Linked DNA regions of Mus musculus: regions 2, 3, 4, 5, 6 and 7 are each linked to region 1. A link is a contact called in public Micro-C and promoter capture Hi-C data. All regions are on one chromosome and are shown on one strand. The core of a region is the stretch at or near the end of the contact, and the rest is flanking DNA. Distances in the headings are between cores, read along the strand shown.

Evidence for each region. Promoter capture Hi-C pulls out the DNA fragments that hold promoters and counts their contacts. Hi-C and Micro-C count contacts between places; a contact is called where the count stands out from the background.
Region 2: a promoter capture Hi-C map of hippocampal neurons shows a contact between it and region 1, with 3 times the contacts expected there. The contact joins the promoter of Pgap6 here to the promoter of Hmga1 in region 1. A contact is called at or near these places in 4 of 39 promoter capture datasets (hippocampal neurons, liver and pre-B cells) and 1 of 115 datasets of contacts at active chromatin or transcription factors (pancreatic cancer cells).
Region 3: a contact with region 1 is called in a promoter capture Hi-C map of pre-B cells, with 5 times the contacts expected there. The contact joins the promoter of Luc7l here to the promoter of Hmga1 in region 1. A contact is called at or near these places in 7 of 39 promoter capture datasets (the 3T3-L1 cell line, the C10 cell line, embryonic stem cells and 3 more) and 1 of 484 Hi-C or Micro-C datasets (B cells).
Region 4: a promoter capture Hi-C map of liver shows a contact between it and region 1, with 5 times the contacts expected there. The contact joins the promoter of Axin1 here to the promoter of Hmga1 in region 1. A contact is called at or near these places in 4 of 39 promoter capture datasets (hippocampal neurons, liver and pre-B cells).
Region 5: a promoter capture Hi-C map of pre-B cells shows a contact between it and region 1, with 4 times the contacts expected there. The contact joins the promoter of Brpf3 here to the promoter of Hmga1 in region 1. A contact is called at or near these places in 2 of 39 promoter capture datasets (liver and pre-B cells).
Region 6: a contact with region 1 is called in a promoter capture Hi-C map of liver, with 4 times the contacts expected there. The contact joins the promoter of Decr2 here to the promoter of Hmga1 in region 1. A contact is called at or near these places in 3 of 39 promoter capture datasets (hippocampal neurons, liver and pre-B cells).
Region 7: a contact with region 1 is called in a Micro-C map of the G1E-ER4 cell line. The contact joins the promoter of Srpk1 here to the promoter of Hmga1 in region 1.

What each region holds. Positions count from the first base shown.
Region 1 is chr17:27,555,085-27,559,159 of GRCm38.p6, reverse strand. It overlaps Hmga1 (high mobility group AT-hook 1), which reads right to left and starts at 2,586. Exons shown (of 5, transcript NM_001025427.3): 1 at 2,449-2,586.
Region 2 is chr17:26,111,547-26,115,621 of GRCm38.p6, reverse strand. Pgap6 (post-glycosylphosphatidylinositol attachment to proteins 6) reads right to left here and starts at 2,306. Exons shown (of 13, transcript NM_021793.2): 1 at 2,055-2,306. The coding sequence starts at 2,172.
Region 3 is chr17:26,250,566-26,254,599 of GRCm38.p6, reverse strand. Luc7l (Luc7-like) reads right to left here and starts at 1,690. Exons shown (of 10, transcript NM_028190.3): 1 at 1,509-1,690. The coding sequence starts at 1,569.
Region 4 is chr17:26,136,321-26,140,142 of GRCm38.p6, reverse strand. Axin1 (axin 1) reads right to left here and starts at 1,457. Exons shown (of 11, transcript NM_009733.2): 1 at 1,102-1,457. Gm46600 (a long non-coding RNA gene) reads left to right here and starts at 1,391. Exons shown (of 3, transcript XR_001782196.2): 1 at 1,391-1,742; 2 at 2,802-2,870; 3 at 3,330-3,358.
Region 5 is chr17:28,799,018-28,802,625 of GRCm38.p6, reverse strand. It overlaps Brpf3 (bromodomain and PHD finger containing, 3), which reads right to left and starts at 1,500. Exons shown (of 13, transcript NM_001081315.1): 1 at 1,265-1,500.
Region 6 is chr17:26,088,304-26,092,399 of GRCm38.p6, reverse strand. It overlaps Decr2 (2-4-dienoyl-Coenzyme A reductase 2, peroxisomal), which reads left to right and starts at 2,236. Exons shown (of 9, transcript NM_011933.2): 1 at 2,236-2,436; 2 at 3,403-3,471. The coding sequence starts at 2,357. It overlaps Nme4 (NME/NM23 nucleoside diphosphate kinase 4), which reads left to right. Exons shown (of 5, transcript NM_019731.1): 5 at 248-655. The coding sequence ends at 371.
Region 7 is chr17:28,620,545-28,624,409 of GRCm38.p6, reverse strand. It overlaps Srpk1 (serine/arginine-rich protein specific kinase 1), which reads left to right and starts at 1,889. Exons shown (of 16, transcript NM_016795.4): 1 at 1,889-2,010; 2 at 2,373-2,433. The coding sequence starts at 1,998.

The DNA of each region.
Region 1 (4,075 bases), core at 1,337-3,836:
TGGGTAGCAAGAAGTCCTTTAACTGAGGTCCAGCACCACACGTGTGGTGTGTGTGTTTGTGTTTATTGGAAGACAGCCACAAGACCCTGTGTCCCGTACTTAAGAGGCCAGGAGAAGCTTTGGGCAGCAGCCCAGGCTGTCCTTAGCAAGGGCAGAAGTGAAGGTACAGGCTCCATGGCACCTGCAGAGCTACCTCACTGCCACAGTGGAGGACCAGGCTGGAGTTAACCAAGGGTCCATCCTGTACGCGGGGCAGTGCTCTTACCAAACAAGTTGCCCCACCCCCACCCTCTTTCCAGATTTGAGGCAACGGGATAATTTTGACCCAACGACAGGAAAACATTTTGAAAACTTTTGATTTCTAAAACACTTAACGGTTTCCTAATTCTCAAGCATCAAGAGACCCCAGATGGTGCGGACTCTGCTCATTATTCTATTACGAGATTTCAAACTCGAGACTCCTTTAAACAGGGTGGCTGGGCCAGCTCCCATCATTAGCGGCTTGGTCTGTTCTCTAATTACAGGCTGTGATTAGAACCTTACATTACACCACAGGTGTCCTTCAAACCAAACATCAAAATTAATCAGCTAATGAGCACTGACCTCACACCGAGGTCTGCTGGAGGCCCTTCAGAGGGGGCTCTTGGGGGAAAGCCTGCCCCAATCCCAAAGACCTTGCATGCATCTAGCTTGCCTGGAGATCCTGGCCAGTCTCCCGGACACTGTTTTGCCACCTGGTGCCTCCCCAATTCTTGCCGTTAGGGACTCTAAACCACCTGCTCTCCCCAATGCCCCCACTGAATTAAGCTTAGAGTCTCTGTCCAGCGAGGCCAAGGAAAACCTCACCTCTTCCACCTGTTTCTGAGCATCAGGGAGGTCTGGCATGGCCAAGTCACATTTAGGAGTCCAAGCCCCATGTGTCTCTCTTGGGCCTCCAGCCTGTCTCTCACACGGGTGCACACGCTGTGGCTCCTCAACGTTTCAGTAACTATGCAAGAACTACCAGAGGAGTAACATCCCGGCAGGCCTATTGTTAAGGGTCTTAAAGGGTCCCCCTTTAAATATAGAGAGAAGACCCCTCAATAGCCCAAGGTCACACAGCAACTTGGTAAAATGGAGGTTCTTGCGGAATGCTTACAGACCGCCACTTTGTTTACTGAGAAGCAGGTTAAGACCCAGGCGCCCTCTACTCCAGAATGAGGATGCCTTCGCTGGCGTCCCAGCCTGGTGGTTGTAGGCCGGCGCTTCTAGGAGCTAGGACGAGGGGGAGGGGCGCAGAGCCCTTTAGGCGCGGGAAACGGCGCACCCCGACCACATGCACCGCCACGCGGGTGCGCCCGGCCCCACTTCCTGCCAGAGGGGGCACCCAAGCCCGCCTTGGGGGCAGGAAACCTGGTGCGAGTCGCAGGAAGAAAAAAACCCCTTCCTCTCTCCATGAAAACCAAAGCGGGGGGGGGGGCAGAAACGGGGAGTCGAAGGGACTAGTTCTAACAGAACCCAGCAAAGCAGAGGAACCAGTTTGTGGGGGCGGAGGGCAGGCCTGGCCCTGGAGGTTGAAGAGGCGCGGGGCAGGGCCAAAGGTGTGTGTGGGGGTGGGGGGTGAAACCCCGAAACCCAGGCCCTCGCGATCCGGCCTCGTCCACGCACAGTACTACTCTGGGAAAGGCGGAGGAGAGGCCAGAGAGGAATCTCGGGTCGCCGGGCCCCTCCCCCGCACTTCTAGAACTTCCCTGGCTGAGGGGGGCGCGCGCCCACCTCCCGCCGCTGCGCAGCGCGCGCCCCTCCCTGAGGCCGGGCTCGCCGAGCGCGAGGTGCACGGGCGCCGCTGGGTGCACAAGCGGCGCTCGTCGCAGTCGCGCGCCCCCTCCCCCTCCGCGCGCCGTTCCCCGGGGTCTCCGCACCCCACGGTCGCAACCCGGGCACCCTCAACCTGGGGACCGGAGGACGCGGCGCCCCGCGGACACCCACCCCGGCCCCGCCGCCTGCGAGCACAGTGCGGCCTCCCCTTTCCCGCGGCCCGCGCAAGCCCGGGGCCTGGGAATAAAGCGGGCAGCGCGCGCCGCAGGCCCCCCGGGCGCGCCGCGGACACTCACCGCGAGCTCCGCAGGCCGCCGGCGGGGCGCGCTCGGGGCTGCCGGGTGCGGCGTGGCTGGGCTCAGGGCACCGGCCTGGGCTCTGCCGCCACCGCCGCCGGTCGCAAATGCGGATCTGAAACCGGGAGAGGGCAGAGGCGCTGAGACCGCTGCGTGCGCGCCGCCCGGGCCCCCGCCGGGGATGTGTGTCACATCCGAGCTGGGGCGAGGGAACACTGACGGATCCCGCTCCCCTGGAGGATGGCGAGGGGCAGGAAGCTGGGCACGGCCCGTGCGCGGCCTCAATAAATAATAATGTGATTAGATTCTAGACCTACAGGAAAAAAAGAAGCCACCCGAGCGGCGGCGAACTCACGCCTTCTTGGAGCCGCGCCAACACCAGAAATAGCCCCGACTCGGAGTCCCAATTAGAGGAGCGCAGCCCCGGCTCAGGGGAGCTTAAAAAGAGCGACCCAGGGGCAGGGGGGACGGGCCCGCCCGCGCCAGCCGTGTCACCGGGGGGCGGGGCCATGCAAATGAGCCCGGGGATTTAAAAGGGCGGCCGCCCGCCAGCTGCCGCCGCCGCGCGCGGGTAGCTCGCCACTGTGCGCGCGGTTTCCGCGGGCACGCGCGCCGACGGCCCTCGTTTCTCACAGTTCCCGAGCAGCCTGGCGTTGGAGGAACCGGTGACGGCGGCCCTGCTGTTTAAGTGGGGACCCGGGGACACACCTACAGGAGCCCCCCCGTGGACTCCGGCCTCGCGGGGAGGCGCGCGCTGACGCCTGTGCCCTCGGACGTCCACGCGTACCCTAAGGAGCTTCTCGCGGCCCGGACGCCGCCCCCCCCCCCCAGCCCATGTCGAGGGCCTCTCCTTAATTCCCCTCTGCCACCAAGCAGGTGACGGCGTGTGCGTCTCCGGAGGCCTCCAGGCGCGTAAAAAACAAAGTCTTGTGAAACCCAAACGTGAAACTTGGCCAACGCCAACGGTTTAAATCTAGTAACGGCCGCCACCCAGGTGCAGGCTTCAAAGGAGCCGAGCGATTGGCCGCCTCGCCGGGACATCGCGGGGAGGAGCCACGGGTGGCCAGCTGCTTGGTGTTGAGGAAGCACGAGGTCCCTCTGGTGTGATTCCCCGCCCCCGTGACTTACGACTTAAGACAAGGGGCGCCTGGAAGCCCCTTGAGGGCAGGGGTTCGAGTTTCCCGCCTCTGGGCGCCTGGGTCAACAAAAGACTTGTTGCTGGGCCGGAGGAAGCCTAAGTGGGAAGATGGCGGGCGGTGGGGCGCGCCCTGCAGGCCGGGCGCGGGCCCTTGGACGCACCTCCCCACCTCGGTTCCCCGAGTCGGCCTTTCCACACCTCTCGTGATGCAGGGAATCGTAATTCGGGCCCAGTGACACACGACTGTGACTCATAACTCTGTTCCCCTTCCTCCGCGGTCAGCCCTCTCCTCGGGGGGCGCGCGGGCGGTGGAAGGGTACGCGGGGGCCCAGCGTGCGCCCGGCTGGAGGCGGGGTGGGAGCCTTGGGGAGGCGGGCCTCCCAGTTTCAGGAATGCCTCAGGAATGTTTCCGGTGGGGGGTGGGGAGCGCGGCGGGCCCGGCTACCCCCCACCCCCCACCCCCGGGCCGTAGGATGGCGCCCTGGGCGCAGGGCAGCACGTGCTCGGTGGGGGTGGGGCGCAGCGGTCAGGCGCGGGAGGCCACGGCAGGCCGCGGGTCCCGGACCAAGGTCCAGGTGACCCTCAGTTCCAGGGGTGCCCCTGGAGAAGGAGGAAGTCATGGAGGGGCGTTCCCAACGGGTGGAGGGGAGCCTAGGGCGCCGGGGCAGTCTGGGGGAGGAGCGGCTGCCCCTTTGTGTGCAACCGCCGTGGGGGCGGGGCGGGGTGGAAGCGCGCCGCGCCCTCCATCTTTGTGCCCCGCGAGCCGAGTTGGCTGGAGGGGCTCGAAGTTGCTGCGAGCTCTGGGGACCTTCGTAGCGAGGTGTGGCTGAGCAAGCTGCCAACT
Region 2 (4,075 bases), core at 1,057-3,556, 1.4 Mb after region 1:
AAGGAGGCTGGCATGGGGAGGGCAGAGGGGAGCTCCCTCGGTGAACTCCACGCTCTCTGCTAGCTGCAGGTCCCATTCACCAGGTTGAGGACTGAATACCAGGAGCTGCTACATGGTAATATGATAATGGAGCAGAAAATAAACTGTGAGGCAGAATATTGCTCTCTCAGCTGAGGCAGAACAGGTTCCCCACCCCCTAGGACTGTGCGGTCTTGGATAGGCAGGTATCCAAACCTCTGAGGCGGCCCGGTGGGAGAGATTACCCTACAGCGTACAGCAGCACCCTTAACCTGCTAAGGGAAAAGCCCTTGGACCCCACAAAGCCTTTGTGAAGGGAGGGACACTTGGAATAGAGCTGACATCTGTGATGTTTAGATACCTAGATGAGACCCAAGTACCAAACTCTCATGTCTAAATAACCTCTCCAGACTTCCTTGATGAGACACACACTTACTTTGTTGAACACATATGACCTAGACAACTGGCATGGTAGGGTGAGCCCTGCCTGCCCCACACACCACCCCCATTGGCATAAGGTTGAGTAGAGAGTGGGAAAAGAAAGTCCTGAACTTTCCCTGAGAATTTAAGCAAAGGTACTCTGCCCCACACCTTCCAAACCCCAGCAACTGTCAGAGATACTACCCACACGTCAAAGCAGCCAGGGCCACAGAGCCACTTGTCCCCCACCCAGCCATCAACTCTCACTTGGGCTTAATCCCAGGGCTGGAGAAGGAGGAACAAATAGGATGTGGTATGGAGCAATCTATCAGAAGGTCTTTAGGGAACACTGCCTTTCATTTCAAACTATACCAACTCCTCGGAAACCAAAAACAACAACCCTCAAAGAAACAAGAGCTCCGGGCTGGAGAGATGGCTCAGCGGTTAAGATCACTGACTGCTCTTCCAAATGTCCTGAGTGCAAATCCCAGTAACCACATGGTGGCTCACAACCATCCCTAGTGAGATTTGACTCCCCCTTCTGGAGTGTCTGAAGACAGCTACAGTGTACTTACATATAATAAATAAATAAATCTTTAAAAAAAGAAACAAGGGGCTGGTGAGATGGCTCAGTGGGTAAGAGCACCCGACTGCTCTTCCGAAGGTCCGAAGTTCAAATCCCAGCAACCACATGGTGGCTCACAACCATCCGTAATGAGATCTGACTCCCTCTTCCGGAGTGTCTGAAGACAGCTACAGTGTAATTACATATAATAAAAATAAATAAATAAGTAAATAAATAAATAAATAAAAAAGAAAGAAACAAGAGCTCCAAGGGAGGAGGGGGTGGAAATGGGAGGTACAGTCAACATCCGGAAAGGTCCAAGGAACACCAGGTAGCACAAAGGTCTCCCGGGGAGTTTCCCGCCGGGCAAGAGAAGGGAAAGTACTCATCTTTCCTATTTCTAAATGTCTGCGGGTAGGCAGAACACAGAGGGTCAAAGATCTAACTGCCTCCTTAAACTGTAGTCCAGTGCGTTCCCACTTGCGGAGCAGAAATAACAAAAAGCAGTTAGGAAGCTCCCCTATAAGGGAGTACCCTTTCTTTACATCCATTCTGGTCAGCCAGCTTCTCTAGGGCCAGCTGGCAGCACAGTCGGTGAGAAGCAAAATCAGCAATCAAGAGTGACCTTCCTGGGATTGGATTAGGAACATAATGCTGGTTAGACCCCCCCTAGTCCAGGGTCTGCCCAACTTTCTCTAGCTCAACCCTTCTACCAGATACTGTCCCTTGCGTCACCACGGTTCAGCTATTCTTCGGAGATAGGTTCCTCTACCTCCCAGCTCTTGGGTGCCACAGTCGCGTCTCTAAAGCACAGGAGAGACGGACCGGTAGAATCCGCTCCAAGTGAGCGAACTCGGCGGGCCCGGAACGGAAAAGCGGGCATGGGGGTTTTTCTGGCCCGGATGCCCCGCAGGGGGCGCAACCCAAGATGAGAACCTCGTTTCAACGCCGCGCCAGGTGAACGCACAGGTGCCCCCCGTGAGTCACAATCCCCGCCTCCCGCCCGCCCCCGGCCCGCGCCGCGGATGGCGCTGTAGGCCCGCGGGCTCACCGCTCTCCTTGCTGTTGCTGGCGGCGGCAGGCGGAGGCCGAGCCAGGAGCAGCAGCAGCAGCAGCAGTGACCCGGTCGCTGCCTCCCGCGCTGTGCCCCCGGCCCCAACCCGGCCCATGGCTCGGCGCTCAGCCCGAGCTACCCCTCCCGCGTCCCGCGCCGCTCGCCCCCGCCTGGGCAGCCCCCGCCGCCTCTGCGGCCGCCGCCACTGCCTCTGCCCGGAGCTCCCATGGCTCCGATAGACCTGCCGCCAGCGCCCCGGGCACTTCCGCCTCCGAGGCCCCGCCCCGCAGGGAGCCGGCCTGCGGTCTAGGTTCCTGAGGATGCTGGACCGCGTCACCTTGGCCAGAGTGGAGGCGAACAGCAGGGGGCCGAAAAGGTCTCATTGGAAGGGGACACGGATTCACTGGGGATCACTCAGCTTGAGGGGGTGGGCGGCAAAGGATGAAGGGTCCTGTCGAACGCTTTGGGGTACCAGACGACAGATGTCACGTATACGTGACATATACGCCCGAAGGTGCACTCTGACCTTGCCTGGAAGAACCGAACCTCCAGCTGCTCTCAGGACCCCTCACACCATAACCATAAACTGCCGCAAAAGTATAAGAGACCAAATGGAAACGGGAAGGTGCACTTTGAGTAACCGAGTTTCATGTCAGTGTCAGATGAACTACTCTGGGTACCAAAGGGATATATTCCAAACATGTTAAAGATGTGGTTGCAAACTGAAAGCCCAAAAAGAGAAGTTGAGGCTTTTTTCAGAGGGGTTCGATGCAACAACAAAAGTAAAACAATGCACTAAAAACATGCGTACAAAAATAAGCCAAACATTTGTGGCCCGTGCCTTTAATTCCAGCACTGGGGAGGCAAAGGCAGGCAGACCTCTGAGTTCAAGGCCAGGGTAGTTTACAAATAAAGTCCAGGACAGCCAAAGCTATTACACAGAGAAACCCTGTCTTGAGAAAAAAAAATTATAAATAACACCAGGTCAGGTTGCAGCCTATCATGAAAAGCTGAGTACAGTGGATCTCAGCTGAAGTCCCAGTGCTGGCAAGGCTAGAACAAGAAAATCACCAAGAGTGAGGCCAGCCTGACCTACAGATACTAGTAAAGTGCTCCCCACATCAGTATTACCTGCCTTTTCAGGAAAGTGATAAGGGACCAGGGTGGTCATGGTGCACACCTTTAATCCCAGCACTTGGGAGGCAGAGACAGACCAACCTCTGAGTTCCAGGTACTCAGAGAAACCCTGTTTTGAAAAGCTGGGGGAAAAAAGTCAAAGTGCTACATGCTACAGGATTCCTAAAACATTATGCAAATTAGAACAACAGGACCACCTCCTGTGTTAGAGAATGTTAAAAAGTTGGAGCATATTTATCCTTTTGCCAAACAAAGATCAAAAAGCTCTTTGGGGAGATGGGGCCCAAATTAAGGAATGTCCCCAAGGAGCCTCCGAACTCTCCAAAAATAGCCCCAGCCTGTAGGAAAACTATTTCCTTTGTTATCCTGCCAGGGTTCACTGAAGTGTGGGGCTGCATCCACCCACTGTTCTAATGGTAGATGCATATATAAAGTGGTCACCCCTACTGAAAGTGACTGTGGTCACATGAGAAAGGGCTGGTGGGGCAGAGCACACCTGTATCTCAGCACAAGGAAGGAAGAAAGGCCCCACCCACCGGCAAGGCAAGTGGATATCTAAATTCAAGGCCGGCCTCGGGTACAAAGGGAGTTCCAGGACAGCCAGGGCTACACAAGAACTCCTTTCTCAACACCTCCCCTTTCTCCTCAAGAAAAAAAAGGAAAATATTGTGCTTTGTTTGGGAATGATGTACTGTGTTAGGAAAGTGGGGGGGGGGGGATGTTTTAATTGAGTGAGAGAAATTCACATCTTGTGTTGGAGAGAGTGATAGCCACAGGTTAAAAGCCCTTGCTCCTCTTCTAGAGGACGAAAGTTCAGTTCCCAGAATCCATGTTAAGTGGCTCATAACCACCTGTAACTCCAGCTAGGGGATCAGATAAGC
Region 3 (4,034 bases), core at 441-2,940, 1.3 Mb after region 1:
ATGAAAAAAAACTACAAGAGGAAGAACGGTTTCAAGCTCTATCACTGACTTAAATATCTCTAGACCTTTTCTTCTTCTTCTTCCCCTTTCATCCCCACCCTCAAAAAGGAAAGTTGGCACCTGGGAGTCACTTTTAACAAGACAATACCAAAGAAAGCAAAAAGGAATCAGGTTAGTCAATACACACTGTGAACTCCAACACATACTGTACCCATCTGCAATCTTCAAGAACTCAGCTGCAGAATTTTATGCCCGCTGTTGAAAAGTTTTAAAGGAAAAGTTTTCTTGCCCACACCTGCAGTAAGGAAGTCGGGGAATGATACATAAAAGTAAAGGCAAAGTGGTATGTGACAAATTCTAAGGCTATCTGTGTACAGGACACAGTGCTGTGTAATAGTCAGGGAGAATATACTTCAGGATTGGCAAGCATCCAGGATTAATGTCGTGTCTTTTTACTGAAAATGTTTTCTTTCTAAACTACACTTTTAAAGTTACTTGTGGGAAAAAAGCAAACACTTTTTTGTTATAACAGCTTAGAAATTGGTTGTGACTCACGGCTCGATGAACATGAGGCTTTTCTGCAACTCCCTTGCAGATTGATGTAGGCAGGCAAAGATACACTGAACCTTTATAAATAAAATAGAGGGGCCACAATTGTTCAGTTTGTATGAAATAAAAATATGGGAAGCAATTCAAAAGCAACTCAACATACAAAGAAAGCTAAAAGCACGTATTGACCTATGAAATGGTGCAAAGAATCTGCACAGCCCTGTGAAATGTGCCAGTGTGAAATTACAACTTTATTACTTTAGTAAAAATGAAAACACAAACCACAGCAGGGATCTAGCTTTGCTAGGATGCAACTGCTTTTTCCTGAGACACCACCATGATCTTGCACGCCTCCTTACTGAACCAACTACCTAATGAATGCCGAGAGGTGACTAAACCGAGGCTAATCTGTGAGGCAGGGGAATGAAGGGAGGGAAGACTAGAAAAGTACGCGGAGGGAACCCACGTTAGAAATGCTCATTTGCGGCTCCCCGTGTAACCGTATGGAGCAAGAACGCCCGGGTTTTCGAAACCCGTCCAGCTCCTTCGGGGATCGCCTCTCCTCCGAAGAGTATCAGAGAAATTCCGCCACCCGGCAGCCAGCACCCCGGAGCCCGCGCTGGTTCCAGCCCTTCGCCGACGCTCCAGTTTGCCCGGCGGCGCCGAGCCGCCGTGCCGACCAAGAGGAACTCGCATGACGGAAAACGAGAAGGGGACAGAGCCCCACCGTCGGATCGGACTCTCAGGAAGGAGGCAGCCCGGACCAGTAGAACGCGGCGGCTGCGAGAGACTCGCAGGCCAAGCAGATCAGACAAAGGCCCCGAGCCTGGGGTCAGCAAGCAGGGGAGAAAAATGGCGCCCCGCGCAGACGCACGCTGTCACGGCCCTCACCTCAGGCTTCCAGGCGGCCTCGCCTTGCTCCCACCCCGCCCAGAGCCTGGGCCACCGCTCAGACTCACCGTCCCGAGCCGTGCCCATGAGCTGGTCCAACAGGGCCCGCATCTGCGCCTGGGCGGACATGGTGGCCAGTGGGGACGGCCGAGAAGCTCCGCACAACTCGACCAGAGAAGCCGCAAACAGCGACGAGGAAAGACGCTCCTATCAGCCTGAAGCCCGCACGGCGCTTTCCGGCCGCGGGGAATGCTGGGAGGAAGTTCTTTGGCGTTGATGCAAGGCCTGTCGGGAAGTGTACAGGAGTCGCTGAGTGGAACGGTCGCAAATCGTTCTAAAGACTAGATCAACTAAGCTTGATTTTGGCCGGTCGTGGTATGCCTGTAATCCCCAGGATCAGGCTTGAGTAGTTCAAGGCCAGCGTCCTGGGTGTCAGGCTACCCTGTGGAAGCGTGGTCTTTGTGAGACTAAGATCCTACCTCCTGTTTTTTTTTTTTAAAAAAAAAAAAAAAAAGGGCTGGAGAGACGGCTCAGCGGTTAAAGGCACAAACTGCTCTTCCAGAGGTCCTGAGTTCAGTTCCCACCACCATCTGTAATGGGGTCTGATAACCACTTCAGCTGTGTCTGAAGATAGCTACAGTGTACTCATATAAATAAAATAAATAGATCTTTATTTTAAAAAAAGACTAGATTAAAAACTCCACCACTAATTTTTATCCTGGTTCCTGAAACATCAAATTCTCTGCTCTAATGAGACTTTAGTCAAACAAATAAATTAAACTTGAGGCAAAGGCCTTTAATCCCAGCGCTGGGGAAGGCAGAGGCAGGCACATCTCTGAGTTAGAGACTAGCCTGATGGTACAGAGCAAGCTGCAGGATTGCCAGAGTTACACAGGGAAAAGCTGTCTCAAAAAACAAAACAAGGGGGCTGGCGAGATGGCTCAGTGGTTAAGAGCGCCTACTGCTCTTCCAAAGGTCCAGATTAACGAAATCTGATGCCCTCTTCTGGAGTGTCTGAAGACAGCTACAGGGTACTTACATATAATAATAAATCTTTAAAAAAAAAAAAACCTAATGATAAGTGAATTTCTAGGTTATATCTCAGTTCTTTTTGTTTGTGTAATATAGTCTCATGTTGTCCATGCTGACCTTGAACTTATTATGAAACCAAAGATGACTTGCATTCCTGACCCTCCCACTTTCCCTTCCTTACCAAGTGCTGCAATTACAAAAATGTGCAAATGTGCTTGCCTCCATTTCTTCTGTTGGAGACAGAGTCATACACACACACACACAGAGGCCAGGTTGGACTTGAACTTGCTATCCCTCTGCTGCTCAGCCTCCAGACCATTGAGATTATCAGCACATGCCATTACACTTGGTCCATTTCTTCATTTACTCTCTATAAAACTATATTGCTTATTTCAGTGAAAGTTGAAATGCTAAGTCATATTAATTACATGCTTATTTATTTATTTATTTTGTTACTCCCCCCCCACCCGCGCTCGACTTCTTCCTCTTGCTCCAGCCCCTAGGTTCTTTATTATTTGTTTTCATTGTGGATGATTGTGAGCCACCATGTGGTTGCTGGGATTTAAACTCATGACCTCCAGAAGATCAGTCAGTGCTCTTAACTGCTGAGCCATCTCACCAGCGCAATTATGTGCTTTCTAAAATGGATAGGTGTTAATGTATAATTTTTTACCCACAGCACATGAATTTAGGAGAATGTACCAAAATCCACGACTTGGACCTTTGAGCAGATTATGAAATTCCAAGTAAAGAAAGAGACCTGTTTTTTGAATTAGATGTAAAAAATATTTTGGATGTTGATTTATCAGTGCTGCAAAGTACTAATTGCTATTGAGAGTAATGTTACATTTGTAAGTTATAAAGCAAAATAATTAAATATGCACTCTTTTACATATATATGAAACTGGGGCTGGAATGATGGGTCAGAGGTTAAGAGCACTAACGTCTCTTCTGTGGGTCAGCACTGCTGAGTTCAAATTCCAGCAACCACATGGTGGCTCACAATCATTCGTTATGAGATCTGACGCCCTCTTCTGGTGTGTCTGAAGACAGCTACAGTGTACTTACATATAACAATAAATAAATCTTTAGAAAAAAAGAAAAAAACAACTTTAAAAAATAAAACTGGGCAGGGGTGATTCGTGTCTGGAAGCTGGGGAAGTAGGTGTTGGATCTATAAAGTTCAGGCTAAGGGATTTCTTTTGCTACTAGGAGGAAAAGACCACTCTAAAATGGTAGACTTTCATGACAAAGCTACTTACTCTATATAAATTGTATAAATGTCCACCCTGAGACAGACAGTTTTGATGATCTAGCCCATGTGTTTGTTAAATCGTTCTCCGTTCTCTCGGATGCTTATGTGCTCTCCGTGGGGGTTGGCGTTTGTACTCCACACAGAACCTAATAGTACAATATTTGTTTTATATCACAATTCCCTTTGAACCAGAGTTAGAAATGTTTGGGAGCCGTCATGTAGGAGCTGGGAACCAAACCAAACCAAACCAAGAACAGTAAGGCTCTAACGCGCCAATTTCTCTCATCTACAATTCCCTTTCTACAGA
Region 4 (3,822 bases), core at 208-2,707, 1.4 Mb after region 1:
GATTTAGGTGGAACGTGGAAGTAATAATATGACTATCATACTAACGAGCCATTGATTAAATTCTTGAAAGGTCAGGACTCTCATTTCATATCTAGTGCAGTCCCCCATCACATAAAGTCGTAACGGTGTTTCTCTGAAAGATGTAGGACAAGTCAATACTGCTGAAAAATCAAACAAAATCTCTGTGCTCCCTATATTTTCTCGGCCCTGAAGTGGGCTCTAAAACTGAAACCAGCTAGTACTGCCTCTCTCAGGTAAAGTCAGACTCCATGTTCTCCAAAACGGACTGTGAGTAAAGGAACGCATTGGAGTAAAGGGGAGGAGTACACAGTTATTGCGAACTCTTTACAAGTTATCTTCAGATGAGCCGAAAAAAATCCTTATGCCCAACTAAAAATGCTCGCTCTGGGCTTTGGTTTTGGGTGAATTTGTTTTGTTTGGGGGGAGCATTATTAAGTAAGGCAATGAACACCAGGACAAGTGGTTATCTGGCAAGCCAAACCACACCAGAGAGTGCCCTCCTTGGATTGTTCTTACTCGTCCCTACTTTACTTTTTCATAGGGACTAGGGGATAGCGCAAAGGAAGACACACACACAGTCTAGCACCAGCAGCTTCTCAGCACCCACTCACCCATATCCTAAATGTGTCCCAGACCCATCAACAGTACACCACACTCGGCAGACACACACCCACCTGTACATCATTCTTAGAATCCTTGCTTTTCCTTAGTCCCTGGTCCTGTTCAAACAGGCCTTGCTTTCCCCATGCCCTACTATCGTCCTGTCCCTGGCACATCGCCCCCCCCACCCCCAAGCCCTTCTCCTCATATATACCTAGCATACCATGCAGTCCCCACGCCTCTACTCATACTGCGGAGCCTGCCACCTCTTCCGCTCAACGTCCCCTTGGATCTCAGGTCTCCCTACGCCGGGCACAACCTCGCACATCAGGGGCCGCGCTCCGGCACGCCTCCCGCCCGCAACCCGCGCGCCCCTCTCTTCCGGGTCCGCGTACGCCGGCCTAGCGCGGCCTACTCCCGCAGCCCCGGGCAGCAGGCCTCCGCGCCACAGGAGCGCGCCCGTCGGCTCCCACTACTCACCAGCGCGCGGCGGCTGTGGAGGCGCGGCCCGGGGCCTGGCTCCCGGCCCGGCGAGGCCCATGCGCTCAGCGGCGGCTCAGCGGGCGGGCCACGGCGGGGGCGCGGCCCTGGGGGGCCCCCATCGCGGCGGCGGCGGCGGCTCGGCGACCCGTGGCCCGGAGGCGGCGCAAGGCAGGCCGCAGAGCGCCGCCAAAACCGGCTGCTCACTCTCACCAGCCCTCTCTGGAACCAGGCTCCAGCCCGACCCCAGCAGGCTCCTGCGGCGGCGGCCGCAAGCGCTTCCCTGAGCCGGGAGCCTGAGCCCAGAGCCCTGAAGCCCAGGCCTGAGCGCCCCCGCCGGCGCCGCCCGGAAGTGCGGGGGCGGGGCCGTGGTGTGGGGCGGGACTGCTGCGGAGGCTGGGTCTCGTTGTAGAGGCAGAACCACGGTGTGGGGCGGAGCTTCTAACACGGGGCGGGTGGGAGTCCGAGGACAAGAAGAGTAAGGGGCAGAGTCTTGAGCGAAAGGCGGGACTGCGGCGTACTCAGGAGCCAAGCACTGTCTTGCGGTGGTGAAGGCGGGGCGTGAACTAGGAGTGCCGCTGAAAAGAAACGTAGCCGCGGAGGATGCCCAATGGGGCAACGACTACTGCTCGTCCCGAAAGGTGCCATGGGAAACAGCCCTGAGCGCGCTCAACAACCACAGCCATCACTGAACCCTAGGCCAGTACACTGAAGGCAGACCACTCATATCTGATCGCAGATGCTATTGAGAGAGTAGAGTTTCTGGGTAGCTGGTCGCCCTCCACACAAATACACACATAACACTTATAATGTCTGCAAGGCATCTCTTGCTAAGTCTGCAAGCGCAAAGAGTCAACTCCATTTTGCCCCACCACAGGAACATAGATGCACAACTCTCTACTTGGCAGGTCTCAACCCTCGGTCAGCCACATCCCAAGGAGAAATATGTGAACACAAGTAATTACTGCACTTAAGAATGTCATCTACCAGTCAAATCAGCCCCTGACACCTCTCAGGTAGTCCATTTTGCAGACAAAAAGTTGTGACCTAGGCTTAGTACGCACCCACCCAGACCTCACCTTGGCCAGAGGACTCCTGGTACCCATACCACCCTATACTGGCTGCATCTGCACTTGCCATCTACATGCTTTTATACTGCTGCTGCCAGTGCCACTGCCATGTTTTGTTCTGGACATTGTTCTCCCTCATTGCCTTGTCCCTTCTTCATGGCTCACAGGCAAAAGCAGTAGTACTGGCTTCAGACTCTAAACCCACAGCTGACTGGGGTGATCCTAACCCTGCCACCTGTCCCTTAAGAGGACTTAGCACAGTACCGAGGACCAGGATTGCTATGTATAGAGAAGGAACCACTTGAACTATAGCTACTAGGGTGACCAAGCCTGACAAATTCCCCTCCTAGACTCATCACTGAGCCTCAGGTCTGGGGCTGGGGTATAGATAGTGCCCCCCCCCTCAAATGCCAGGACAAGTTTCATGTTCACTTCTGTCCATCTAATGCAGCCTCAGGTCCTCCGGCCTCTGGGCACTGGAGACTCTCTAGCAGCCCCTGACCCAGACCATTCAGCCTCATACCATTAGAAGAAACAATCACGACCACTGAGTGAGCAGTAGATAGCCTTGGCCTTGGGCATCCTCCCCACTCCCAAACCCGGACCCCAATGCTTGCCTTGATTCTGTAGAGCTGCTGCTGCGGCCAGGCCAGGCTCTCGGGATCAAGTCCACGTCCATCCTCCTGCTGGCCCACGGTGGTAGGTATCCCCAAGCCCTGGGACCAGAGTAGGGCCCTCGGGCCTCCAGCTCCTCGGGACCCCTGCCCTGCAGGGACAGGAAGGGAATCAGGAAGCCTGGAGGAAATGCAACGGCCTGCTAAGGAGTGCTGGGGGGGGGGGGTGTGGTGGGGGAGAAATTATAAATAGGGGTAAAAGGATTAAATTATGAAGACCTTGAGGGAGTTTCTGCAATGAGAGGGTAAAGGACAGCACTTGAGAGCCTTGAAATGCCTTTGCTCCTCCCAGAATTGCCATTAGCAGCTTTAACTAAATTTTCATGGCATTTGCTCATGTTTCTTGCCAGGAATCAAGAGTTTTAAAAACCCAAACTCATGAGCAGAAATTCTTTTCCTCAATGTAGACATAGAAATATACTTTTGCAAAAAAGGTTTATTTTTATTTTACGTATGTATGTGAGTACACTCTCACTCTCTTCAGACACACCAGAAGAAGGCGTCAGATCTCATCAGAGATGGTTGTGAGCCACCATGCAGTTGCTGGGAAACGAACTTGGAACCTCTGGAAGAGCAGTCAGTGCTCTTAACCACGGAGCCATCTCTCCACCTTGACATAGGAATACTTTTAAATAAAGTGTCTTTTAATAATGATACAAAGAAGCCGGGCGTGGTGGTGCACACCATTAATCCCAACACTCGGGAGGCAGAGGCAGGCAGATTTCTGAGTTCGAGGCCAGCCTGGTCTACAGAGTGAGTTCCAGGACAGCCAGGGCTACACAGAGAAACCCTGTCTCGGAAAAAAAAAAAAAAAAAAGATATAAAGAGCTCCGGGTGTGGTGGCACACGCCTTTAATCCCAGCACTTGGGAGGCAGAGGCAGGCGGATCTCTGAGTTTGAGGCCAGCCTGGTCCAGCCTGGTCCAGCCTGGTCCAGCCTGGTCTACAGAGTGAGTTCCAGGACAGCCAGGGCTATGC
Region 5 (3,608 bases), core at 251-2,750, 1.2 Mb before region 1:
ACTTCTTAAGGATGATCAATAAGTCACCATTGACAACCACAGTGTAAAGGCCTCTCAGTCCCAAGGTGTGACTTAAGTTAACCTGGCTGTGGAGCAACCTGAGGCAGGCATACACCACCATTTGGAGCTAAAGGACCTTTACCGCACTTCTGTTCAACCCGAAGCCCTGAGGGCACGAGATCCCGTACCAACCTCAAGGTCTCAAAAGTAGTCCCAGCCAACAGATTCCATTCCCCAATTCTCCAAAGGCAAGCAGCCTCTGGAGAGGAAACACACACTTCAGTATCGATTTTGAAGAATCTACAAGAACCCCATCCTGTAGTCTCAGAAGTCGTCTCCATCCCCATTCGGGGCTCCCGCGATGCGATCACAGGGGGCAAACCCATGGGACCCAGCTGGGCTACTGCCAGGGGAAACCAAGAGTTTCGCCTACAAGGAGCTAACAACTAGACCAGGGTTGGTATTTTTTTTTTGGCGGGAGTTTCCTCACGTACACAACTCTTCCCATACACACACTGCCGAGTACCCCCAACAGCCCCCTTCAGAGACGTTCTTAGCGACCCGGGATCCCCAACTCGACCACCTCACCCTGGCCCCCGAATGAGGAGTTTCAACAATTGGACGGAACCCGCCCTGCACGCCACACAAGGGACTCATGAGACCAGGTAAGACTCCAGACAAGGTCTCTGTCCCTTTAAAGGGACTCCTCTTCCAGTGGAATCTTCACGACACCCCCCGAAGGAGAAAAAAGAGAAATATCTCCCCCTAAAAAAAACAACCCAGAGGGTAGGCGCACCACAGATAGACGCAGAGTCCGACCCTCACAGAGAAAGCGAGCGCCAGCGAACGGCGGAGGGGTGGGGAGGGGGGGGGAGGACGCGGAGATGCAAGCACTTATTGGCCGCCCAACCTGCCCGTCAAGGGGGAACCCGTGCGCCGAGGGCGGCCCCTGAAGGCGGGACTCTGGTCTAGCCAGGCCAATAGGGGAGCACGGGGAGGGCGGGGCTTAGCCGTTTGGCTGCCAGGACCGGGGAGAAACAAGATGGCGGGTGCGGGAGGGGGTCCTCGCTTTGCAGCTCCCTTCCGCGCGCTTTTCCCGGCCTCGTCGCCGCCCTCGCTCCGGGGGAGAGGTCGCGCGTCACCCCCACGCCCCATCGGGACACCCCTGTGCGCCCCGGCCGCCCCCTCGCGCGCAGCGCTCGCTCCCCGCCGGCCCCCGCCGCCCCCGCTCGCTCCGGCCCCGCCGCCGCCGCCCCCATTTTACCTCAGCCGCCGGCCGGGCCCCTAGCTTCGGGGGCCCCCTGAGCGCGAGCGCGGCCGGCCGGGTGAGCGGCCGGGCGAGCGGGCCGGGCGAGCGAGCAGCTCCGTGCGCGGCCCGGCTGAGGGAGCGCGGCCTCCTCCCGCTCCGGCCCTCCGCTCCGTCTCCCCGGGCCCGGCCGCCTCTCCCGGGGGAGGAGGGGGAATGGAGCCACCGCCGCCACCACCGCTGCCGCCCGCCACGGAGCCCGGCCGAGGGGAGGGAGGGATCAGCCCCCAGGCAGGATCCGCCCCTCGGCCTCCCCCCGCCACCTCCACCCCTTCCCTCACTCCCTCCCCGGATCGAGCCGCCGCACGCGAAGCGGGAGCGCGAAAGCGCGGGGAGACCGGAGCGGATGCCCCCGCCCGAGCCCAGCCCGGCGCGGCGGCAGCGGCGGCGGGGAGACGGGCGGGGAGATGAGCGCGAAGCGGCAGCGCCACCTCCACGGGGCACCGTCCCCGGCACGGCCTCACGGTGGCGGTGCGGACGCGGCGGGGCCGCTTCACCCTGGGCCTGTCCCAGAGCTGATCTAGTCGGGGTTCCCACTCTGAATCCACGGAGCGGTGGCTCACCCCATCCCAGCCAGAGCGTGGGGCCACCCGCCGCCCCCGAGGTGGGAACGCCCATGCTCCCACCCACCCACAAAGCTCGCCCCAGGACGACCCCGGAGGGCCACACTGTGTGTGGCTTCCCAGAGTGCAGGTGGCTGCGAAGCCTCCAGAAAGTCGTCCCTCCCCAGGCCCCCGGGACAAAGGTCTAGCGATGTCCACCCATCCCCTCCCCCAGTGCGGACAGCCCGGGAAAGACCCGTGCCTGTGGTGTGTGTACAGGTGAGCCTCTCCTGGCACACAAGGCTGCCACGGACCAGACTTTTCCATCTGTGTGGAGTTTTTTTTTTTTTAAGTAAACATAAAAGTTTGACAGTCTGCTTAAGCGTGCCTCGTAATTCCGTTTGTCACTCTAGGCATGGGAAATACTTTTCCCCTTGAATTTGATTTGGCCAGGAGTCGGTTAATTTAATGCACTGAACGGCTTTCTCAAAGGCAGCCTGCCTGTCAAACAGCAACTCCCAGACTTTGAAGTGTACTCAAGCTGCCTTTTGTTCTAATAAAAGAAAAAATAAATAGAAGAAAAGGTCCCTTTGCCCCTCCACGAGCGCATGTACCTATAAATTTGAAAGCTTACCTCGTGACAGAGATCTTAAGCACCAATACTTAATGATGCTTATAAAGGATATATGGATAAACTGCTATCGAAGATGAAGATGAATGATATATTTTGAAAGCGTTTCCTCTACACGAACGGCTGGTGAGACTTTCAATTGCTCGATTGGCTCTGGTATCCAGGACCTGGGTACTACAGTTGAAAGAGTAGAGAATAAACATTTCTCACGGCCCAAACCTTGTGTTTTTATTTACATTGAAGTATAGGTGTTCAGCATCCTAAGAGTTGAGAATTTACCAGTTGAGTGAAGCATGGAAGTTGGGTTTCCTTACAGGAGTGTGTTCTTGATAGATGGTAATAACATACTGCAAAAATAACCAATTTTTAAGAAGGAAAGGGCGTGGCTTGTGGAGCCAAGCAATCGCCTCCGCCAGCACCCCCACCCCACAGTGTTTTGAAAGCTTTGAAGCAGAAATGCTGTGAATTAGTCAACTGTTGTTAAAGCTTGGGGGAATAATCACAGGAGGGAAGGTGTGGAAAGATTAATTGTGGAAGGGAAGGCCCTAGAGGAAGAAAATATTGCAATTACTTTTAGCTTTAAAAAAATTGAGGAACAAATAGGAATTTCACGTCTTGTTCTTTTACAATGAAATATAAACATTTACATAGGACTTGTGTCTCCTTATCTTTTATTCTTCGCGGTTGCTTCTGGGCATGACCTGATTTGCATGATTGGGAAGGACCTCTACCCTCTAAATTAGGCAAATAAAAACCCTGAGAAGATGTCGCAGCTTGTCCTTGCAGTGATTTAAGATCCATTGAGAGCACATGTCAGCCTCCTCTTGTCACCAGCCATTCCTGGTCACTTTATGAGACTGGGCTCAACAAAATTTTCTCCCCCTCTTCACCCTCGCCCTTAAAACATTAGCGCCGCCCTTGTTTTCCTTTTGACACGGGAAATTCGTTTTCTGTAGCATAACCTCACAGATAGCCAGTTCACTGGGATGTAATCTCAGATGTAATATGTGACAATTATGTCATTAAAAACAAATTTGGATCAGACATCCCAGAGGCACTGCATTTAATTCGCCTTAATCTTCAGCTATTTTAAAGAGTTTGAAGTCATCAGTCCCTGGCCTGTCCATTA
Region 6 (4,096 bases), core at 987-3,486, 1.5 Mb after region 1:
CTGAGACAGGGTCTCCCTCTCTAATCCAGACTGGCCACGATTCAAGGCAGTCCTGCAATCTCAGCTTCTTCAGTGCCCTTGTTATAGGCTTGTAGCACCATAACCAACTCCAAAATCTCCTTCTCTTCTCTACGGTCACCTTGTTCCCTGACAGAGGGCAGCAGGTTAGAGGCAAGATAGCCCTGGGGTCCCAATCCAGACTTAAACTGGACTCAACCACAGACTCCACCTTTTCCACCTCTCACAGGAACGTCATCCATGCTAGCGATTCTGTGGATGGGGCCCAGAGGGAGATCGAGCTGTGGTTTCAGAGCAGCGAACTGTTGAACTGGGCAGATGGTGGTCACCACAGCAGCTGCTACCCTGCCTGAGGGCTTGCACTGCCTTCTGCACTTCAGGTCTACCCATGACCTACTACCTCTGTCAACAAGAAGTCAAGCCCCCATGCTTCCCATGTCCCCAAACCACTCCCTACTCCCGCTCTACCCAACTCCAGCCCAGGGGAGTCTAAGCCTCAACTCTATGTGCCTTTTTGTATCCTAAGTCAATACAATATTGGACCATGTCCTTGTGTACAAAAGTGCCAGACAACCTTTGGGGCATTGTCAAAGGTGACTTCACCTGCCTCAAAGGAGAGACATTAAAATTTTATGCTTAAAATGGAAATGGTCTACTTACTAGTTCTGCTATCTCAGCACTGTGTGACCTTTCCTGGGAGATATGAACAAATGCTTGTTCACCCCCTCTAGGGCACCAATAACAGACTAGAGTAACAATTCCAACCATTTCCAGTTGGTGAACCCATGAGTTCGTTGGACTGGCTTATGGGACCGTGGATGAGAGATTGGCCACAGAAACATGGGTGACCTCAGGACAGCCGAGTCACTGAAAGGTCCCCCTGCCCCCAGCATGGGCAGTGACAGCAAGCCTGATGGGATCCTGCTTTCAGTTTACCTACCTCCTACAGGGGAGTAGAAAGTCCTAGGTGAGGAGTTAAGGCCAGTGTATAATGCCGATCCTGGATTACTACTCCCCTAGTCCCAGCTACCACCGTATTCTACTTATTTCATTGGCACGACTACAGGGCCAAGCTATAGGTCACCAGAGCAATGATGCACCATGATGTCCCATAGTCATGACAAATGTGGAGGAAATTGCTTTACTCAAGCACTTTAATGAGTGTTTTTATGCATGGTATAAAACATTAGGCCTGAAGCTTAGAGCTTTGAGTAAAGAAAGGAAGGATCCCTCGACTTTGGGTAAATGCAAGAACCAAGCAAGAATCCAGGGCCCATGAAATTGAGAATCCAATTGGGGTTCTTTTGCGGGCGCTGGTATAGCTCCTGCCCATCTGATTTGTCTGAGGATGGCAGTAAAGAATAGACCGGACCTGAGGCTTCTTCAAGGCCCAGTGAGCGAGCCTTCAGTAGGAGTACACACCAGTCTTTGTGGGTATTGTGTATCAGGTCTCCTGAAGTTGGAACAGCAGAGCCTAACACTCCAAGGGCTACTCTCATCTCTCCCTCAATGCAACCCAGGCACAAAAGAGTATCCTCCACTCCCGACCTGATGCTGTCCATGATGACCACCACGGCCTGATGTCCATTTATGTTCACATTGACACATGTAAGTCACATCTCACCCCGGATCCCAGAGTCACTGATTCAGTTGCAGGTACATCATGACAGCTTCTGTGGCTAATTTGATAAGTCATTTCACTCTTTGACATCTAGACAATGGAACCCAGTTCTTGGTTCTCTGAGTTTCAGTGCAGTGATTCTTGCCAGCCAGCAAGAGGTTCACTCTGGACTTTCCACCCGGGTTAGCCACGAGAGGGAGCTATTGGGTTTGCAAGCTCCAGATTCTCTGCACTGGGAGGTAGTGTCCAAGAGCGGTGTTCATCTGGAGTTCCGACTTCCACAGCTGATAGCACGCAGCCCGGCCAGCTTGGGTATATGGACTAAGTGGCTGCACAGACACCAACTGGGAAAGGAACCGGGCATTTAACTGGCTGGAGCGTCTCTGGGCCTCTGTATCAGTGCCTCCTCCCATTCTCAGTCCCAGCAGGCTGCGCGCCACCGAGGGCGGGGTGTCCGCCTGGTCGAGTGGGAAGGGCTGGAGGCTGGGAGTTGCGGGAGGGTCTGTGATAGGAAGGCTTGAAGGGCCCAGGCACCTTTTTGGGGTGGGGCGCCCCTGTCCCACCCCCGTCTGATGGGCGGCTTGATGTGGGGGCAGAACTTTGGTCCTGGATCTTTCTGGGCGGAGCGAGCAACCTGCAGAACGCTGCGTTTTGCGTTGGAAAGGTAGATCTGGTTCCTGGTTCCACTGTCCTTGCCATCCCGGACACGCAGCAATCATGGCCCAGCCGCCGCCCGACGTTGAGGGGGATGACTGTCTTCCTGAATACCACCATCTCTTCTGCCCGGATCTTCTCCAGTGAGCTAAAGCAGGGAACCAGGGGGCGATCCAGACTTGGGGCACAGGGTTTAACGAATCTGCCACTGGATGTGACATCACAGAGGACAGATGCTCAGTACTCCGTTCCTGGGCAATCGTAGACCTGAAGTTTCTTGGGGTTCTGGAAGAATGGGATGAGGGACTGAGGGTGGAAGCTGCTCACTTTGTTTTGTTTTGTTTTAGAGACAGGGTTTCTCTGTATAGCCTTGGCTGTCCTGGAAGTCACTTTGTAGACCAGGCTAGCCTCGAACTCAGAAATCCGCCTGCCTCTGCCTCCCGAGTGCTGGAATTAAAGGCGTGCGACACCACGCCCGGCGCTTGCTCACTTTTGAAAACAAGTCTCTCTTGGTAACTTACTACGCAGAAAATTTTAGGCTAAATAAACTCCTTCACCTCCGAACTTCTAGGGAGCCTAAAAATAACCGACTTTAAAGATTGCAGTTTTATGGCTGGGGATTTATGTCTTGCAAATTCATTGAGTACCTGTTTAGCAGGAGCATGTTTTCCTTCATAGCGAAACTGGGTAGAAGTTCATGGAGTGAAAGTTCTCCACGGGCCGCTTATCTATTTGAGCTTGAGTTAACAGAGATCTATCTATCTAAAGCTCTTCGAGATGAGGTTTCTCTGTGAAGCCCTGGCTGTCCTAGAACTCTCTCTGTAGACCAGGCTGGCTTTTAATTCTTGGTCCCCCTGTCTCCACTTCTCACAGGCTGGAATTACAGGCATGCATCCCCCATCAAGCTAAAACATGGTTTTCAAAGAAGAGTTTAGGGACTAGAGAGATGGCTGAATAAGTTCAGAGCACTTACTGTTCTTGCAGGAGACCCAGCATTGGTTCCCAGCATCCACACGAGGACTCAACTCTCTGTAGGCACACAGGCAAAACACTCATACTGGTAAAACAAATAAATATTTAAAAATGACTACATTTTCTTGTTTTTGAAGGGACAAAGTGGCCTTTATCACAGGTGGTGGTTCTGGGATTGGCTTCCGGATCGCAGAGATTTTCATGAGGTACACACTACCGGAACCCTTCCTGCCACCTTACGTCCCTTTGTCTGGATCTTGGTGGATTTGGGGGAGTGGTTGAATGCTGTCTTGGGGAGAGGTCAGGACCTTTGTGGTCTCCTAGAATTAGTTGAGACTGTGTGTGACTAGCCTCACAGCCTCGTACGTTGACGGGGTGCTGCTGATGTGGGAGAAGAGTGTCCCTTGGACACAGGTTTTGTGACCTCATTGAGAGGATTAGCAGCTCGATACCAAAGCTGGTGGAGGCTCAGAATTGTGGAGGTGGAGGTAGAAGAACCCTTCTCCAGTCTTCCCCAGCACTCAGCTTTTCACAACTGGACGTGAGTCCCACAAGAATCGACTGAGGCTCCAAGTAGTAGATTATTATTCAGAGCTGGTGGCTTTATGAAGTTTCTTCTAGTAGAACAAAGCCCTGTCTATTCAGAGTCGGGAAGATTAAATAAGCTGGTGTAGCTTCTATGAAAACCTGTGGAGCAGGTCATAGACACTGTTGTCACCGGGTGGCTCCCCCTCTCAAAATGGGCTCCTGTTCTTCACTCCAGTGTCCCAGCAGGGCCCTGCACAGATATGGGATTGACACCAGTATCCCACTACACCCTCTCTGCCATGT
Region 7 (3,865 bases), core at 640-3,139, 1.1 Mb before region 1:
ATTTTATGTAAGTACACTGTAGCTGTCTTCAGACACTCCAGAAGAGGGAGTCGGATCTCCTTACGGATGGATGTGAGCCACAATGTGGTTGTTGGGATTTGAACTCAGGACCTTCAGAAGAGCAGTTGGGTGCTCTTAGAGACATCTTACCTGCTGAGCCATCTCACCAGCCCCCAAGTCCCACTTCTTATAGAGCTGGGTTTTTGAGCCCCTACCCTAGCCAGCTGGAATATAGACATATGCACGCCACTTGAAAAGGCTTCAGTGGAGCCGGGTGTTGGTAGCGCACGCCTTTAATCCCAGCACTTAGGAGGCAGAGGCAGGCCGATTTCTGAGTTCCAGGCCAGCCTGGTCTACAGAGTGAGTTCTAGGACAGCCAGGACTACACAGAGAAACCCTGTCTCAAAACAAAAACAAAACAAAACAAACCAAAAACCCCCCAAACAGACAAACAAAACAACAAAAAGAAAATCACAAAAAAGATCTAAAGGAGAGTTCTGAAACACATGAAAAGTATACAATTCCAATTGCGAATTTCAGTGCCTACTATAAATCTCCACAGCAGTACCCACAGTCTATGTTTTGGAAGAAATACTGGGGTCTAGAGAGCCTCATGTTCCTCCCCCATCTCTCTCATAAATGCCTGCTGATTCTACTTTACTATAGGAGTTTTGATGCCTGAATCATTGGGTTGGGACAGCAAGATTCTGAGCACACAATCCTTTCCACGTTCTCATCTTTCTGTAATGGGGATAATAACTACCTTGGCCTGAAGTTGACATCAGCATCTAATAAGATCATGCACTTGACAGTATGGAAACACCCGGTAAGTCCTACGATGAAGAGAGTTCTTCAAGGAGAAAACAGAATTCCCATTCACACCCTTCCTTTAAGGCTTTCAACTTGCAGCTAGAAAATTCCCTTTAGAAGTGTTTGCTTTTACTTAAAATAATTGTTTAGCTTACTTATGGGTGAGGGGTTGTTGCATGTGCCATGGGTCCTGTGTGCAAGTCAGAGAGAGACCTGTGGGAATTGGCCCTATTTGGATTTGAATTCAGGTCCTTAAGGCACCTTTACTTGCTGAGCTGTCTTCTGGTCCAGTTCTTTTCTTTTTTTCTTTTTTCTTTTTTGGTTTTTCGAGACAGGGTGTCTCTGTGTAGCCCTGGCTGTCTTGGAACTCACTCTGTAGACCAGGCTGGCCTCGAACTCAGAAATCTGCCTGCCTCTGCTTTCCAAGTGCTGGGATTAAAGGCGTGCACCACCACTGCCCAGCTTCTGATCCAGTTCTTTTTTTTTTTTTTAATATTTTTTTATTACGTATTTTCCTCAGTTACATTTCCAATGCTATCCCAAAAGTCCCCCATACCGCCCCCCCATCCAGTTCTTATTGATTTATTTTGGGTCAGGATCTCATTATATATGCCTTGCTGGCCTGGAACTCATAAAGATACACCTGCTTCTGGAGTGCTGGGATTAAAGGCATGGGCTGCTGGCCCAAGGTTTTATCTTTAGAAGAGGACAGAGGCACACGTTCCCTCCTTCCAGCCTTTGTTCTGTGTGTATCCACATACAATTTAATTTCCCATTTTCTTTAATGTCTTAATTGGCCCTTACAACAGCTCAGACAGGAACTGGGATATGTTTGGGTTAAGCAGTTTTGCAGGCCGGGGAAACTGAGGCAAATCCCGACTGACTGCGGAGCCCTGCCTTTCCTCAGGAGGTAAGAACTTCAAGCCGCGCGCTTTATGGCGGGACACTAAAACCAGCTTCCCATTCAGGATCCCTCGGTCCCTTGCCCTCCACTCTCGTACACCCCGGAGCAGGTGGTAGGCTCTGTGTTCACCACGCAGGCGCGCGACGCCGTGTGGGGCGTGGTCGGGCGGGCCCGGAGGCGGGGCCGGCGCGCGCCGGGAGGAAGAGCTGGGATTTGGGCCGCGGCGGGAGCCCGAGTCGGCGTCACTCGAGTGCGCAGGCGCCTGGCGGTTACCGGTCTCGCCATGGAGCGGAAAGGTGAGCGGCGGAGCGGCCTCCGCCACGAGGAGCCACGGCGGTCCCCGACTGGGCGCCAGGCGCCTCTCTGGCCACTGTCGCGGCCCCCTGAAGCGGCGTCACTCTTGCCTCTCGCCCCTCGGCTGCGGCGTCCTCCGGCGCCCGCCGTCCCCGCCCCTCGCTCCGCAGCCCCCAGGCCGGGGCGGCGAGGCCTCATGGCCGGCCCGAGCCTCTTTGGGCGCGCCGGGCCTGGCAGCCGCTGTGCACCCCGAGCAGCCCGCCCCGCGCTCGGCCCGCAGCCTCAGGCCCGGTCGCCCTGCGTGCTCGCGCCGCTCCCCGCCTCCCACTTACATCGGCCCTTCATCCATCCCTCTCTCCCGCAGTGCTCGCGCTCCAGGCCCGAAAGAAAAGGACCAAGGCCAAGAAGGACAAAGCCCAAAGGAAGTGAGTCTTGTACCCCAACATCCCGCCCTTTGCGTTTCCTCGGGGACCTCCTCCCCCTACCGGGTTGTGCGCTTCGGGCGGTTCCCCCCCAACCCCTCCCCGCCACATGGTTACTGGGCCGCTGTGTGATTCGCCCTCCGGGAATCATGTGGAAGGTAGCTGGGTCTCCAGGCTCGGGTCTGCTGGAAAGACCCGGAGCCTGCCCGGCACCACTCGCCAACTCCATCGAGGAGGCCCAGGTGTGGCCCGGCAGCCGGAGCTGGCAATCATTACCTGCCTGTCTGTGAACTCTGCTCTTCCTTCCGTGCTCCGCAGCGTCTTAACTTGCCTCCTACGTCTGTCCGCACGCTACGCCATCGGGAAATTGTTGAATGAATTTTCCCTGTTTACCCTTGGCCCTGCCAACCACACGCTCGCTTGGGTAGAGGAGGACGGCCGGGAGTCTTCCTCGCGCCTGATTACTCTGCTTCCTAAGTCTGGGAGACTCTGTGGCGTTGCTGTCCACTCGGTGTGCCGGCTAAGTTATGCATTACCGGCGGGCCGTACTATCAGGTCCTCAGAGCAGTAACGTCGGAGTAATGTCCAGAGTCAAATTGCTGGTGCCGGTTGGGTGATTCCGGCTTGGTGGGCCTAGTGCTACACTTGCCCGATTTGATGTGTAATAGTGGTTTAGTGGTGTTGGGGGTGTGTGTGCACAAAAGAGGGCACAGTCTGATAGAAACGCTGGGTGGAGGCTTATTCAAGTGAGCTTAGCTGCTACCATTCCCACCAACGTCTTTGTTTTTTGAGATAGCCTTGGCTGACCTGGAACTCCCTATGTAGACCAGGTTGGCCTTGAATTTATCCTCTTGTTTTTGGCTCTGAGAATCCTGGGATTAAGGGGCATGTGCCACCACTGCAGGCTCACTGCCATTGTGAGCTTAGAAGTTAGCTTTACGAAGGATCTTGTACTAACATTTAGTTGCAGAGGTTCCTCCGGGTGGACTTAGAGAGTTCTCTGCTTAGCACTCTGTTTCAGAGGAACTGTTTTCTGTGTTTTCCCATTTATTTGGTGTTTTGTATTATCAAGCTGGGTCTGCACTGCTCTGCCACACATTAGAAGTCTTCCTAGGTCACCCTGCTGCGCGACTGTACCGGGGTGGAGTGGGTGGTGTTGCTTAGGAGACTCCCTGAAGTTTTTTGGGGGAGGCCGTGCAGTGACTTCTTTGATAAAGTGCCGACTTCTCCTCTTCTCCATTTTCTAGTGTGTGTGAGTGAGCGCTGAGGTGTGGGCAGGTGTGAGAGTGCGCAGGTTCCTGGGATGGTTATCCATTTAGGGATGTCTAGAACTCGGTTTGAATCCTCTGTTGAATGGTTGATAGAAACGGCAGAGCTGTCCTAGCAGCAGCTGGGATTTCAGCACTCCGTGGGGAAGCCATATGAGTGTTTTACA